Regions from separate parts of the Zea mays genome. Here region 1 is linked to region 2. The links are chromatin contacts, called in public Hi-C maps. All regions are on one chromosome and are shown on one strand. Each heading gives the region's core, a stretch centred on a gene start, on an enhancer-like site or on the middle of the called end of the contact. The rest is flanking DNA. Distances are from core to core; before and after follow the strand shown.

Region 1 (3,753 bases), core at 949-3,448, 120 kb before region 2:
TCAAATGCACGCGCTAATCTCCTATAGTCGTTTTGCATATTCCCTATGATGTTTTGCATTTGCTCACGCTGTTCATCTACATAATTCTTAAGAGATTGCAGCTCGTTTGTATTACTTACATTGGGGATATCTGGCGTGGGTTGGAGCGAAGCCGGATCCGTCGCCCGATGTCGGACGACCTTGTTGTTCCTGTCCACTTTGAAGTTGGCCAAGAATTTTGCTTTTGCCTCCTGGATCATACGCTCCTTGTGCTCCTCGAATTGGAGCTGTTCGTCAGCCGGCAAGGTCTCCCAAGTCGGCTCTATGATGTTGCTTGGGGAAATATCAGAGTTATCTCTTGAACCGGCCATTGAGGGCCGATTTGATGCGTCTATATTTGCTGTCCCCAGCGGAGTCGCCAAAAAGTATGTTGACACCTTTTTGGAGGCGTCAATTACTCAATAGAACCAGCGGCGGTGCTCTCTAGTCAGGCGCGGACGGTCCGCGGCCCAGGGCCGGACGGTCCGCGACCTAGCGCGAGGCGGCGGTGCTCTCTAGTCAGGCGCGGACGGTCCGCGGCACAGGGCCGGACGGTCCGCGACCTGGTGCAGGAGCTCGGGTTCCCTGCTTGACGACCGGACGGTCCGCGCGTGCGCAGGGGCGGCGGAAGATCGCCGGCGGCGCCTGGATCTCGCTCCCGGGAGGGACCCCGTCGGGGAGGAGAGATCCTAGGAGTTGTCTAGGCTCGGGTAGACCGACCTAGACTACTCTAATCGATGTAGAGTCGAGGAGAGGCGGAGAATTTGGGGATTGGATAGCTAAACCTAAACTAGACTAGAACTACTCCTAGGATAAAATGCGAAATAGAAGTTGTATTGATTCGATTGATAATTACAAATCGGCCGTAGACCTCTCTATTTATAGAGGAGGGGGGCTGGACACTTTACACAACTGATTCCGAGCTAATTCCGCGAATATAGCTAACAACCGTAGCACAAAACTCGGAACCCTAATCTGTTCTGCGCACGCGCGGACCGTCCGGCCTCAGGACCGGACCGTCCGCTTGCTCATTTCTGGTTCGAACAAGTCCGTATCAATTTCTATTTCTACTATTTCAACCGTGTTTTTTTACCTATAGATTGTTTTGTAGCTGCGGCTTTTAATATGAAGCGATGCTTTGCTTCCAACGTGGCGACGGCGACGGCGCACTAGTTAACGCCTGCCTGCCAACCGTATATCGCTGATCGGACGGTCGCCAACTAATAACGTCAGGTCATATCAGCGTCAACTGTGACAAGTACCAAACTAGTGGAGTATATTTTGGCAGCGCAAAGCATTCCAAGACTAGGCTAGTTTGGATCGTTCAAATTCAATTCGCTGCATTGCATGCATATATATATATATATAAAATCGTCAGGAACGAATTGATTGCTTATATTATATATCTACAAGAATATTGTTGTATTTATATATCCTGCTCCTGCAGCTGCTGCTGGCATTCTCTTGGATCGTGATCGCATGGTTAATAGCGCTTTCGTTCTGTTTCAAATTCAGTCCGTTCCCTTCCCAGTCAAGTCAACAAGACCCGCACGTTCTTCTCTCCATTCCTCAGAGATGCCCGCGCGGGCTACGGCCCGCTACGCCATGAGCGAGGCGAGCACCTGCAGGTCGAAGGAGCCGCCGGACGCGGCGTAGACCTGGCGCAGCGCCAGGGCGCGGCGGGCAGCGTAGAGGCGGCGGGCGAGCGCGCCGGCCTCGGCGCGCAGGCGGGCGTTGGCGAGGCGGGCGAGCGCGGCGCGGGCCTGCGCGCCGCCGAGCCGCGCGGCCAGGTCGCGGTTGCCGGCGCGCAGGCGGGCGGCGCGCCCGCGGAGCTCCTCCAGGTGCCGCTGCTTGCGCGCGCGGGACCGCCGCGCCGACTCGCGGTTCGAGATCCTGCGGCGGAGCCGCCGCCGCCGCTCCGCCAGCTCGTTCTCGTCGGCGGCGGCTGCTTCAGGTCCCGCGGACGTCAGCGACGCCGACGCGTCGTGCTCCGGCGGCGTGGCTGAGGTGGTCGCGTCCGTGGGCGACGCCGACGCCGACGCGGGTGTGGTGGGTTCGTCAGGTCCGAGGAGGCCGAAGCCGATGTCGGAGAGGAGAGCCTCGAGGTCGAGGGTGGGGTCCCACTCCGACAGCGTGGGGAACTGCTGCTGCTGGTGGGCCATGGAAGCAGGGCAGGGGCAGAATGGTAATTAGCAGCGTGTCGGAGGGGCTCGAGTGGCGGGAGAGGGAAAAGGGAGGGAACAATTGTATGGAAGCCTCTATTTATAGCCGGCCGGGGTGCCGTGCCGGGCAGACCGATCTTTCTTTTTCTCTCTTTTTTTAAATAAATAAATTAATAATAGTTTTTGACTGGGAAAAAAGGCAGCTTTATTTCGCATCAACAGGTGGGCTGTTGTGGGGCACACAACTTTGCGGCATAGTGCTATATACTATGAACCGGCCGTAGCGGTAGGTTCTCTAAATTAAACCAGGGGAGGAAAAGTCAAAAAAAAAAGAAATTGAATTTTGGTTTTTATAAGGGTTGGTCAAATAAAGAGTTTAGTGTTTGAAGAGGTGAAAAAAACTAATTAGAGCATCTCCAAGAGACACTCCATTTTCGACTCTCTATATGACACTCTATTTACCTCTTCATAAAGATTACATTCTATACGTAGCATCTCACTTCAACAGACTCTCTATTTAGTTTGGCTAGTCAGCGGCTAGTCAAATTTGGCTAGAGAGGGAGCCAATTTGAAGAGCCGGATAGCTTGGCAAGTTGGATGACTAGTCTGTTCGAGAGTTATTTTGCTATTGAGTAGCCAAAATTTGGCTTGCCGAGCCATTTAACTAATCTCTTGAAGATGCTCAGCTAGTGCATCATTCTCAAGACACATGGTGTCGGCGTTTCGACCCCGGGGGGTCCTTGGACCGTCGAGTAAATTGTCGCTACGTGTCCCAACCCAGATGGGTCGGCGCGAGACGGAACACAAGGGGGGAAAAGGGAACCGCGGCTTCGTGTTGTCCTACGCCCAGGGCGGATGCGCTTGCAGTAGGGGGTTACAAGCGTTCGCGAGAGAGGGAGAGAGCCTGTTCGTCAGCCCGTCCTCCCGCGCGGCCACCTTTTCGTACGAGGGCCCTGGACCTTCCTTTTATAGATGTAAGGAGATGGTCTAGGTGTACAATGGGGGGTGTAACAATATGCTAACGTGTCCGGCATAGAGGAGCCAGAGCCCTATTTACATGCCAACGTGGCTGTCGGAGAGGTGTTAGTGCCATGTGCATGTGATGTCGTGGCCGTCGGAGGAGCGCTTGAGCCCTGTAGAAGCACAACTGTCGGGGGCTGTCGGGACCTTGTTGACATCTCCTTGCTTCCGTAGGGGGCTGAGAACCGCCGTCGTCATGGGAGCACGCGGGGTGCCATCATTACTTGTTTACCGGGGCGAGCCAGATGGGATGCCGGTCTTGTTCCCCGTAGCCTGAGCTAGCTAGGGGTAGGGTAATGATGTACCCCCCTGTAACGTGGTCGGTCCGAGCCCAAGGTCGGGCGAGGCGGTGACTCCTCCGAGGTCGAGGTTGAGGCCGAGCCCTGGGGTCGGGCGAGGCGGAGACCGTCTTCCGAGGTCGAGGTTGAGTCTGAGCCCTGGGGTCGGGCGAGGCGGAGACCGTCTTCCGAGGTCGAGGTTAAGTCCGAGCCCTGGGTCGAGCGAGGCGGAGACTGTCTTCCGAGGTCGAGGCGGGGGCCGAGCCCTGGGGTCG
Region 2 (3,444 bases), core at 479-2,978:
TTGTTATAATATTTAGATTTATGTGGTCAAATGATGCTAGCATTGTTTATTATCTTCAGTTTAGTAAGCTATAGACTTTATGTAGTTGTAATATCTCGATTTTATGGAAAGGTTTGGGCGGGCACGGCGGCCGAACGAAATCATAACGTGTTTTAGGGTCTGGTTCGACTACTATTTTTGCTCTTTGTCTGTCACGCCACGACCTAAAAAAAATTTAGACCTTCTTAACTCGAACCTGTTTGATCCGAAGCATAATAGGCTCGGCCGGGCCGGTCTAATTCCGGGAAGTAGTCCACACTTAGGGCTGATTTGGTGATTAGGGATCCCGAGGGGATCCACCGGGGAGGAATCCCCTTCCAATTCAATTTTGAATAGCAAGTGGTTTTCTTCCCCTAGGGATCCCCGATCACCAAATCAGTCCTTAGTTTGTTTGTTAATTATGGAGAAATGGACGCAACACGCCCAGCAGCTAGTTAGCTGCTAGCTAGCTCGGGTTACATTACAGACTGATGACCGCGGATTGAGCACGAACCTACTTAACAACAACACACTGCACGCGTATACTCTAATTAAGACAAGATATATGTTTAACTTGACGAGCGAGGACGACGATGCATGCATGCACGATTAGGTGTCTGTAGTGGGCGTGCAGCAGCCGAGCCCACGGCGCGGCTTGCCGGCGGCGGACCCGCTCCTCCTCCATCCACTTCCCGCGGCGGCGGCGCTGCTGCTGTCGTCGTGGGGCGGCGGCGGCGGCACAAGGGGCACGGCGTCCGGCTCCGGTTCCTTGAACGATTTGGTGCGGATCTCGACGCACGAGCAGCGGTCCAGGGACGCAAAGAAGGCGCTCTGGATGCCCCCGCCGAGGGCCTCGGCGGGGCGGCACAGCGGCCTGCCGCAGCCGCCTGCGCCTGGGGCCGGCAGACGCCTCCTCGCGGCGCCGCGGCGGAAAGCGAAGGGGACGCACCGCGGCGAGGAGGTGGCGGAGGAGGAGGAGGAGGAGGAGGAGGAGGCGGCGGCGGCGAGTGTTGACATGGTCTGGTAGTCTGGTTTGCAGCAGCTTGCTGGCTATACTACTAACTATAGTGAGGTGTGGAGTGATCTGATGGCTCCTGCGAGTGAGTGATTCGCTACGACACCGCGCCATTGCCTATAAAAAGATGAAAAAGAAACGAATCATTTTTTTTCTTCTTTTTTGGCGGCAAGTTTAATTTAATTATTAGCGAGTGGAGTGATGACCATAGTAGTGCCGCGGGCTCCTCAACGTCGGCCCACCTGCACTGCACGGCTGCACCCAACTGCGGCTTCCGTGGCTCCTGCGCGCACGAGTGTCCGCGTCCATGCATGTGCTCATGAACAGAACAGGGTGGGCAGGGCATCATCGAGGAATGAATAGAAGGGCCACATGCTTCATTCTGTAGTCTGTAAAGCAGTGGCCACCGTGCTGCTGCACAACAAAGCAAGCATCGATCCACGGAAGTCGTCCACGCAAACGTGTAAAATGGCCGGCCGGCCGGCGACAGGACAGCTTCCAAACCCCTTTTGTGTTTCCAGCTCTGGGTCAGGTAATGGTCACGCTCACACGTCGCCTACAGACTACAGTACGCATAATAGAAATATGGAATTTTGTTCGTGTTTTTCTTTTTCCTTTGTTTGTTTCCTGTTCCTGTATATATATAGTGGAATGGTGGACTTTTGTACGTGTAGATAGCTAGACAGTATGTAGTGTGGAATGGTGGAGCTAGCGAGCATGGCATGGAACATGATCCTGTTACTGTATATGCATGTACTCGTAGTAGTAGGTAGCTGTAACCAATGCATGATCAGCACAACCAGTCTGGATGATGTTGCTGGTCAGCTCAGCTGGAGCTGGTGACAACCTCCAGCAGTCCAGCCCCGGGCCGGGCCCGGTGCATGTAAATATATGCGGTGCCGGAGAGACTACTGATTACTGACACTCTCTTGCTGCTTGGCGTCGCCATCGCACAGTGACACGGCCATCGGCACTCAACTCACTCCACAGGCTTCGTTTCATCATCATCATCATCACCGTCGTCATAGCCATGGCCGCGCGTCACCACGCCCCGCACCTCCTCGCGATGCTCATGCTCTCGGCGGCCGGCTTCTTCTCCGTGGCCTCCGCCGCGCGCGACCTCGACGCAGCCAACCCGCTCGCGGTCGCGGTCGCGGCGCCCGCCGCTGGCCGAAACAACGACAACAACAACCCTCCCGAGCCTAACTACTACTCCTACCATGGCGGCTACGGCGCCGTCCCGGCGGGCTACGGACCTGCAGGCGTCTCTGGCGCCGGCGGGTGGGGCGCGGGCTCCGGCGGCGGTGGCGGGTACGCACACGGCGGCGTGGAAGCGCCGACGGTGATGTGCCAGGACAAGGGGCCCTGCTACGGCAAGAAGGTGGCGTGCCCCAAGCGCTGCTTCTGGTCCTACAGCCGCTCCGGCAGCGGATACGGAGCCGGAGGCGGCGGCGGGTCCTGCACCGTCGACTGCAAGGACAAGTGCACCGCCACCTGCTGATGGATCGACGGGTAGAGCTAACTAGCTATCTGCTCATGGCTCTCCACTCGATCGATGACGATATATACTACTACATACAGTGTGTGTGCGCTTGTACTATATATATATATATATATATATATATATACAGTATACAATAGTAATCGGCCCCTTGCTCTTGCAGTACCAGCTGGTTAATTTCAGAGGAACTATGAATTACGATGAACTGCTGCTGCTGCTGGTTCATTAATTAATGAATAAGGCGTTGGATCACGCCACGCATGATCGATGTCGGCCATGCATGCAGTGTGCTTCATCAGCTATTACATATAACGAATTTTGCACGCAATCTGATGGAGATGGAATCATTGCATTTCCAGCTGAAGCTCCTGTAATGTAAGCCACCTGGAGCCGGAAAAGGCTCGCTCACACAGTTACTCACGCAGTCACGCTGCGTACACCATTGATTCATTGGCGCAACCATTGACCAGACGTTATATATTATGAACACAACGGAAAAAGCAGCATGGGGATGTAGCTCAAATGGTAGAGCACTCGCTTTGCATGCAAGAGGCACGGGGTTCGATCCCCCGCATCTCCAACTAGTTTTTTTTTTATTTTCCCCATGCAGTTATTATGTTTTTTTTCATTCTTTTCCTGTTGATTATACCAACAGTGTACTGTTGTTAAATTTTCCCTTTTCATTTTTCTTATGCAGTTAGTAAGTCTCCCCCATTCTTTCATATTGATTATATTTTCCCTACTGGTTTTTTTTACCTTTTTATATACATACAGTAATAAGTATAACATGTGTGGTATCTGGCACTGTAACTGAATCTGTGGTCTGGCATGCAGTCATGCAGAACCGAAGTCGAACAGCGTGATGGATGTGTCGGCCGGGCCAGTCAACGCCTTTGAATTGAATCATCGT

What was found. A called contact is a pair of places that touch in the nucleus more often than the background predicts.
Region 1: a Hi-C map of leaf shows a contact between it and region 2, with 7 times the contacts expected there. The contact joins the enhancer-like site here to the promoter of LOC100382392 in region 2. A contact is called at or near these places in 7 of 25 Hi-C or Micro-C datasets (bundle sheath, leaf, root tip and 1 more).

Annotation. Positions count from the first base shown.
Region 1 is chr1:183,933,131-183,936,883 of Zm-B73-REFERENCE-NAM-5.0, reverse strand. No RefSeq gene overlaps it. Among protein-coding and RNA genes, the nearest start is that of LOC100277063, 24 kb to the left of the region's middle. Within about 2 kb of position 2,198, at least 16 of the 20 cell types and tissues checked have an H3K27ac peak or open chromatin away from gene starts, as enhancers often do. A contact at or near this core is called in bundle sheath, leaf and tassel, where this site is marked.
Region 2 is chr1:183,815,168-183,818,611 of Zm-B73-REFERENCE-NAM-5.0, reverse strand. It overlaps LOC100382392 (cold shock protein-1), which reads left to right and starts at 1,728. Exons shown (of 1, transcript NM_001175137.1): 1 at 1,728-2,675. The coding sequence starts at 2,064. The coding sequence ends at 2,534. It overlaps TRNAA-UGC (transfer RNA alanine (anticodon UGC)), which reads left to right and starts at 3,042; the gene lies at 3,042-3,114.